Regions from separate parts of the Mus musculus genome. Here region 1 is linked to region 2. Evidence: chromatin contacts called from public promoter capture Hi-C data. All regions are on one chromosome and are shown on one strand. The core of a region is the stretch at or near the end of the contact, and the rest is flanking DNA. Distances in the headings are between cores, read along the strand shown.

Region 1 (2,795 bases), core at 221-2,720, 2.6 Mb before region 2:
AATGCCCTGGGAAGTCAGGCTCTCTGCTTTGCTGCTAAATACTGGCCTGTAGCTTGGTGGGTGGCGTCCCCTGGCTCCGATGGAAAGAAGGGTTTCCACTCAGGAACCCCCTCTTTCCCTCCCACAGACTGCTCCACAACTAGAGGAGGGACAGGTGGGTTTAGTTTCTTTCCAGCATCTTTCTGTTGTGAGCCCTCAAGACCTCCCCATCTCCAAGCCTACCAGACACCTACACACACACACACACACACACACACACACACACACACACACACCCCTCCAAGAATCTGAGGTTGGAACTTGCAGCAGCCCTGTGTAGCCCACCACGATGCTAGAGTGCCCCTCGCCATTGGGGCGAAGGTAGATAAGCGAGGCTCAGGACGATGGAGTTAGTGTGAGGAAAATATTTAGGGTCATAACTCGCTGACTCTGGAAACAACGTGTTCCCTAAGGGATCTTTACCGTTTCTAGGCAGACTGAGGGAGAGTGGATTGCGGTGCCTGCAATGTCCAGCTTCGAAACGCAGAGGGGACTGAGGTGCCAGGGGCAGCTAGGAGCGCTGACAGTCGCTTGGGGACCTGACCATTCAGTAGCTGGTTCTCTCCAATCTAGACAGATTCTCTGCCTGAGGGCGGCGGGTGGGGGGGGGGGGGAGGGAGGGGGACCTGACCGCAGACGAATTTGGGCTGCCTCCCCATCAGGGCGATAAAGAGCCCTGAAGAATCTGCTTTCCTTCTTTTTCGGTGACGTCCCCATCACTGTCCCTCCCTAACTTAGGTCTCAGACTGTGGACCCTGTGGTGGCACTTGGCATGTCCCTTCTCCTTTAGCTGGTGTCTCTTTCCTCGGACCAGGGCTGTTTCGCAGGTGGCTAGGAAACAAGTTGTCCCCATCGGACACGCAGGGCACACGCCACGGTACTTGGGCATTTTCTTTGAGAACAAATCCGTCCCAGAACACACTACCTTTCCACCCCAGACACCACGATATGCATCTTTCATCCACCTGTCACCTCCAAAGGCACAAAAACAGAGAATTTGCGCGCCGGGACCAACGTGCAGGTCGCCGGGATCGGCGGTCTATCCCCAGAACAGATGCATGCAGGTGCCCAAAGTGTGCTTGTCCCTCCCTCCATCTCACGGTGACACACGCGTATGCACACTGGCACCCCTCACCTTGGTTTTCCTCGAGCACTCGCTTCCCTGTGTTCTCTAGCACCCAGAAGCTGTTCTTTTACCCAGCTGGGCGTCCAGGAGCACAGCAGGCTTAGCGGGTGTTTGGCGCTCAGCAGTGGCTCCCGGGGCTCCCAGCTTCCTTGGCTGGCTCGTGCTGGCCCTTCTGGCGTCTGAGAGAGCTTGCCCGGGCCCCGAGAGAGCTAGCTTGGCCTGTAGATCATTGACGCCCAGCCGCGGACTGGTGCTCCAGGCGCCGGTGGCCTCGCGAGCGCGCCGGTGGCTGCGCCGCTAGCAGTGGCCCGGGCGGGTGGCAGCCCCTGGGCACACTTCCCCACGCCCCCGCCCGTGACGTCACGGCAGCTTGGCTCCGCCTGCCGGGTCCTGTTGGACCCGGTGAGCAGAGTGGAGAAAACCTGCGGGTGGCCCAGGATAAGACAGCAGACCTTGATGCTGTTGGATGGTGAAGCGATGTCAGTGTCTCCACGACTCCTCCCTATGAGGGCGCGCGTGGCTTTCTTTCCGATTTCAGTGACTCGGTCTGGTTTTACCCAACAAATTCCAGGCAGCTGGTGCGGCGACTTGGGTGACCTAGACTAGCTCCGGGACCTTTAAGACGTGTTCTCAAGTTTGCAAAGCCGTGCCTACCACGGTCCAGTCCCGGGAACAGGGCACAGGTTGCAGAGTCAGGCTAAGGGCAGAGGAAAAAGGGGTGACAGCAGCAAGCGTGTCTCCCGTGCAGGCGCCTGCAGGTGTGCAAGCGCGGGGCACCTGGCTTCAGTTCCTGCAGCCAGCAGGCTCCGCGGGCTCCACCGCTCTCCCAACTGGAGGCCCCGGGCCATGCAGTCTCTTCTAGCTTTAATTTAGCCCGTCAGTCACTGCTTGCTGGTCTGACCCAGCCCCAGCCCAACCGTTCCGCCTACGCGCGCTGTGGCGCTCTGCGGGAGCAAGGAGGGACTCACAAGAAGTGGGAGATGTGTCGCATCAAGTTGCAGCTATTTATTTTTTGACTGTGATGATTCAGCCGATGTTCCAATAGTTTAATAAGTCATAATCAATCCTGTAGCCTCCCTTCCTTCACCTCTTAACACTCCCCCAGAGAGAGAGAGAGAGAGAGAGAGAGAGAGAGAGGAGAGAGAGAGGAGAGAGAGGGGAGAGAGAGGAGAGAGAGAGGGGCAGAGACAGACAGACAGACAGAGACAGTGAGTGCACCCTGGTGGTTTCTAGAACATGAAAAATCAGAAAACAAACCCCCCCCCCCCCGATTAGCTTTCTCTGTGGGTCCTGATGCAGCCATCCTGTTTTTGATCTGCTTGCGGGTTCATCGGGGAAAAGCATAAATCCAGGAGTTGTGTATGTGCGGTGAGTTTTGACAGGGAGCCAGGCAGCAGGTAAAAGCAGCCCGGAATTCTTGTAAGTCAGAGTGTCGCTCACTGGCACCATCTCTACGAGATGTGTGGGCTCTGTGGACTTGATGGAGATTGAAGCAGTGGTTGTCGGGTCCTAGTGTTGTGTGGGTTGGCTTGTCTTTAGGTTTTTTTATGGGCGGGGTTGAAGGGTTGAATAGTGCAGCTCTCAGAACGAGGGGAGTGGCCCTGGGGGAAAGAAGGGGCCCTGAGTGAGC
Region 2 (2,825 bases), core at 103-2,602:
AGCCATTTGTTGGTATAGCACTTTGAGTTTAGCTATTGAATCAAGTGACTCTTTGCACCATGATTTCCCTCCTCGAGAAAATGGAGCTAATAACAGTTATCTCTGCTTAGTTTGTGGTTCCTATGTGCCAGGTACCATACCAACAGAGATTATATACTATCTAGGGACAGATACTGTTAAAGGCTTTTTTCAAGGAGGTGGTTTGAAGCTGAGAACTTAGAAAGGTCACTGCTGATAGGTAGCCAATTCTGATAGGATAGAAAGCTTCCATAAGCTCTGCAGACATTGTCTCCGCCTTTTCTGATTTCTCAGGATGACTTGAAGACTCATAGGAATCAAAGAAGAAAAAAAGGAACTTTGGAAAGGCAAAGACTCACATTCTCTATAAATAAAATACTTATGGCCATTATCCATGATCCTGCACCTTCATGGCCTTAGAATTTCCACAGTCAAACTATTCTAATTGTGTCTTTTTTAAAAGTGAAATGAAAAATTACAGACATGGGGTAGCCTGAGTGCTACTTACTCCATAGCAACTCTCAGATATGAAAATTGAAATAAAATAATTAATATAAGAAAAACATTAAATAGCAAAAAGCCTAGTGATTCTTTTTTTGTTTTTTTAATCTCTAAAGCATATTTAAGTGTTTGGCAAGTAGGGGATATTTCTCCTCACTAAAGACTTCTGAGTAGCTAAAATTTTTTTACATACATTTAATAATAACGTGTGCCCACATTTTTAGCGGTGGAGATGTAATTACGACAAAACAGTACAGAGCCTGAATCGTCTTACAATTTCGTGTCCTTCCTGTTGCTTTGTTGTCCCTTGGAGACAGTGGGAGGATGGCAAAGACATACAGCATGGCTTTGTTTTATTCATGCCTGTTTGCACAGGAAATTAAAGATTCACTTCTGCCACACCAGCCATGTCAATAAGCAGCACTGATATTCCACTGATCAAGTCGCTCCCCTTTTCGCTTTCCTCTGAATTTTACTTCCCTTAAGAAATCCCTAAATGGCACTTGTCTCAGACTGTTTGCTTCAGCCCTCCTTAGAGATGATATGAAAAGGAAAAAGAATCCCAGCCATAGACTGTGTAGTAACAAAACATGACTATCTAGCCCGTGGACGATGCAATACCCAACAAAAGCTTCCCCTTAGAAAGAATGAGCTTAAAGGAACAGATAAACGAGCAAGTAGCCCAGGCTTCGATCAGTTTGTACATGACAGCAAGGTCTTACCTCAGTTACAGATCCAAGCCCTGGGGCCTTTTGATCTTCAACACGACTGCCCAGACAGAACTCATGATCTCTTCTCTGCGCTCTTCTTGTTCCCCTTCTGAGGCTGTCAGTACCTACCACCATGGAGATGAGAAACCCCACAGCAGAATCTCGTTCTGTTTTGCCTTTCCGGCCACATTCAGCACAGACAAAAGCCAGAGTTCTCAGCGTTACTTGACTGAATCGACACTTTCTTTAACTGGTTCCCATGCCTACTCATGGTAGAGACGCCTGCCAACGGAGGCTGACAGAAAACAAGAAGCTAGGAGAAATACCCTTTCTCTAAGCTCCTTTACAACTCGGTCTTTGATCACAGCTCTAGGAGCCTGTTAAATCACAAGAATCCCTCAAATTACCAAGTGGCCACATGCTGCCCCCTAAACATCGCGTTGACCCAGAAGGCTGAATCCTCTCGTGCTGACATCTCAGGGCTGGTACAACTTCATCCAAGTCTGATCTTCTTGTGTGTGGGCTTTCTTACTGTCACAGTAGAGATTTCTGTGGAAACACACACCCTGCCTGACTATGTAACCCTATACCAAAGGCAAACAGCCTCTTGCCCAACATGATTTCACATGGGTTCCAAGATAGTAGGTGACCCTAGAGAAATTATCAACAACCTTGGTATTAGTTCAAGGACATTGGATGTTCTTCAGGAAACTGCTTTCATTTGTGGTTGTTTTCTTTGCTTTCTTTTCTTTGGGGATAAGAGAAGGAATGAGTCACTTACTCACTGTCCAGTGTTCATTTTCTTTAAATGAAGGCTTAGCATCATTTTCAATAATTAGTCGATGTTGAATTTTTTTTAAGTAAATTCTGGTGAATTCACTGAGACCTGAGATAAGGAATTTTGACAAGTGACACTCAATAGTAGATTTTTACCTAGCATTATAGATATATAAGTATAGGTATAGGTATAGGAATAGGTATACACTCTTCAAACAAATGGACTTGCCAGGAGATAATACAATGATTTGGAATTTAGAAGATTCAGACTAGAAGTTAGTGCTATACATTTGGCATTTGCAGTCACGGATAATGGAAGAGACCACACAAGAAGCCAGAAGAGTTAGAAGAGAGAAAAATCCCATTGACTGAGGCCTAGGACAAAACCCAATTTGAGGTTGGAAGGAGGAAGAGAATCCATAACAGGAAGTGAGAAAACCCTTCCATGTACAGCAAAACCGTGAGCTATGGTACACCATGAAAGTTTGGCAGGGTTAGGGAATGCCATCTTGTCAGACATAGGGGACACCCTGGCATTGAGAAGTTGTATTTGACTGTGGAATGCTATTAGTAACCTTGATGAAAAATGTCATAAATTTGAAGGTAGAACCCTAGTTAAATGACAAAAAATGGGAGCAGAGTGAGAGGTGTTAGCGAGAGGAGGCAGGAAGCTTTCACATGTTCGATGCCATAGATAACTGGGATGGATGGAAAGTCATGTAGGAAAGAGGAGTTGCTTGTTATTCCGGGAAAGAGAGATTTGTCTGTCTGTTGTTAATTAATTTGTTGGTAATTTGACACATGTCTATCAGAATGCAC

The links. Promoter capture Hi-C pulls out the DNA fragments that hold promoters and counts their contacts.
Region 1: a promoter capture Hi-C map of hippocampal neurons shows a contact between it and region 2, with 5 times the contacts expected there. The contact joins the promoter of Sstr2 here to the promoter of Kcnj16 in region 2. A contact is called at or near these places in 2 of 39 promoter capture datasets (hippocampal neurons and liver).

What each region holds. Positions count from the first base shown.
Region 1 is chr11:113,618,002-113,620,796 of GRCm38.p6, reverse strand. Sstr2 (somatostatin receptor 2) reads right to left here and starts at 1,470. Exons shown (of 2, transcript NM_001042606.3): 1 at 1,175-1,470. It also overlaps a transcript of Slc39a11 not described here.
Region 2 is chr11:110,996,014-110,998,838 of GRCm38.p6, reverse strand. Kcnj16 (potassium inwardly-rectifying channel, subfamily J, member 16) reads right to left here and starts at 1,352. Exons shown (of 2, transcript NM_001252209.2): 1 at 1,242-1,352.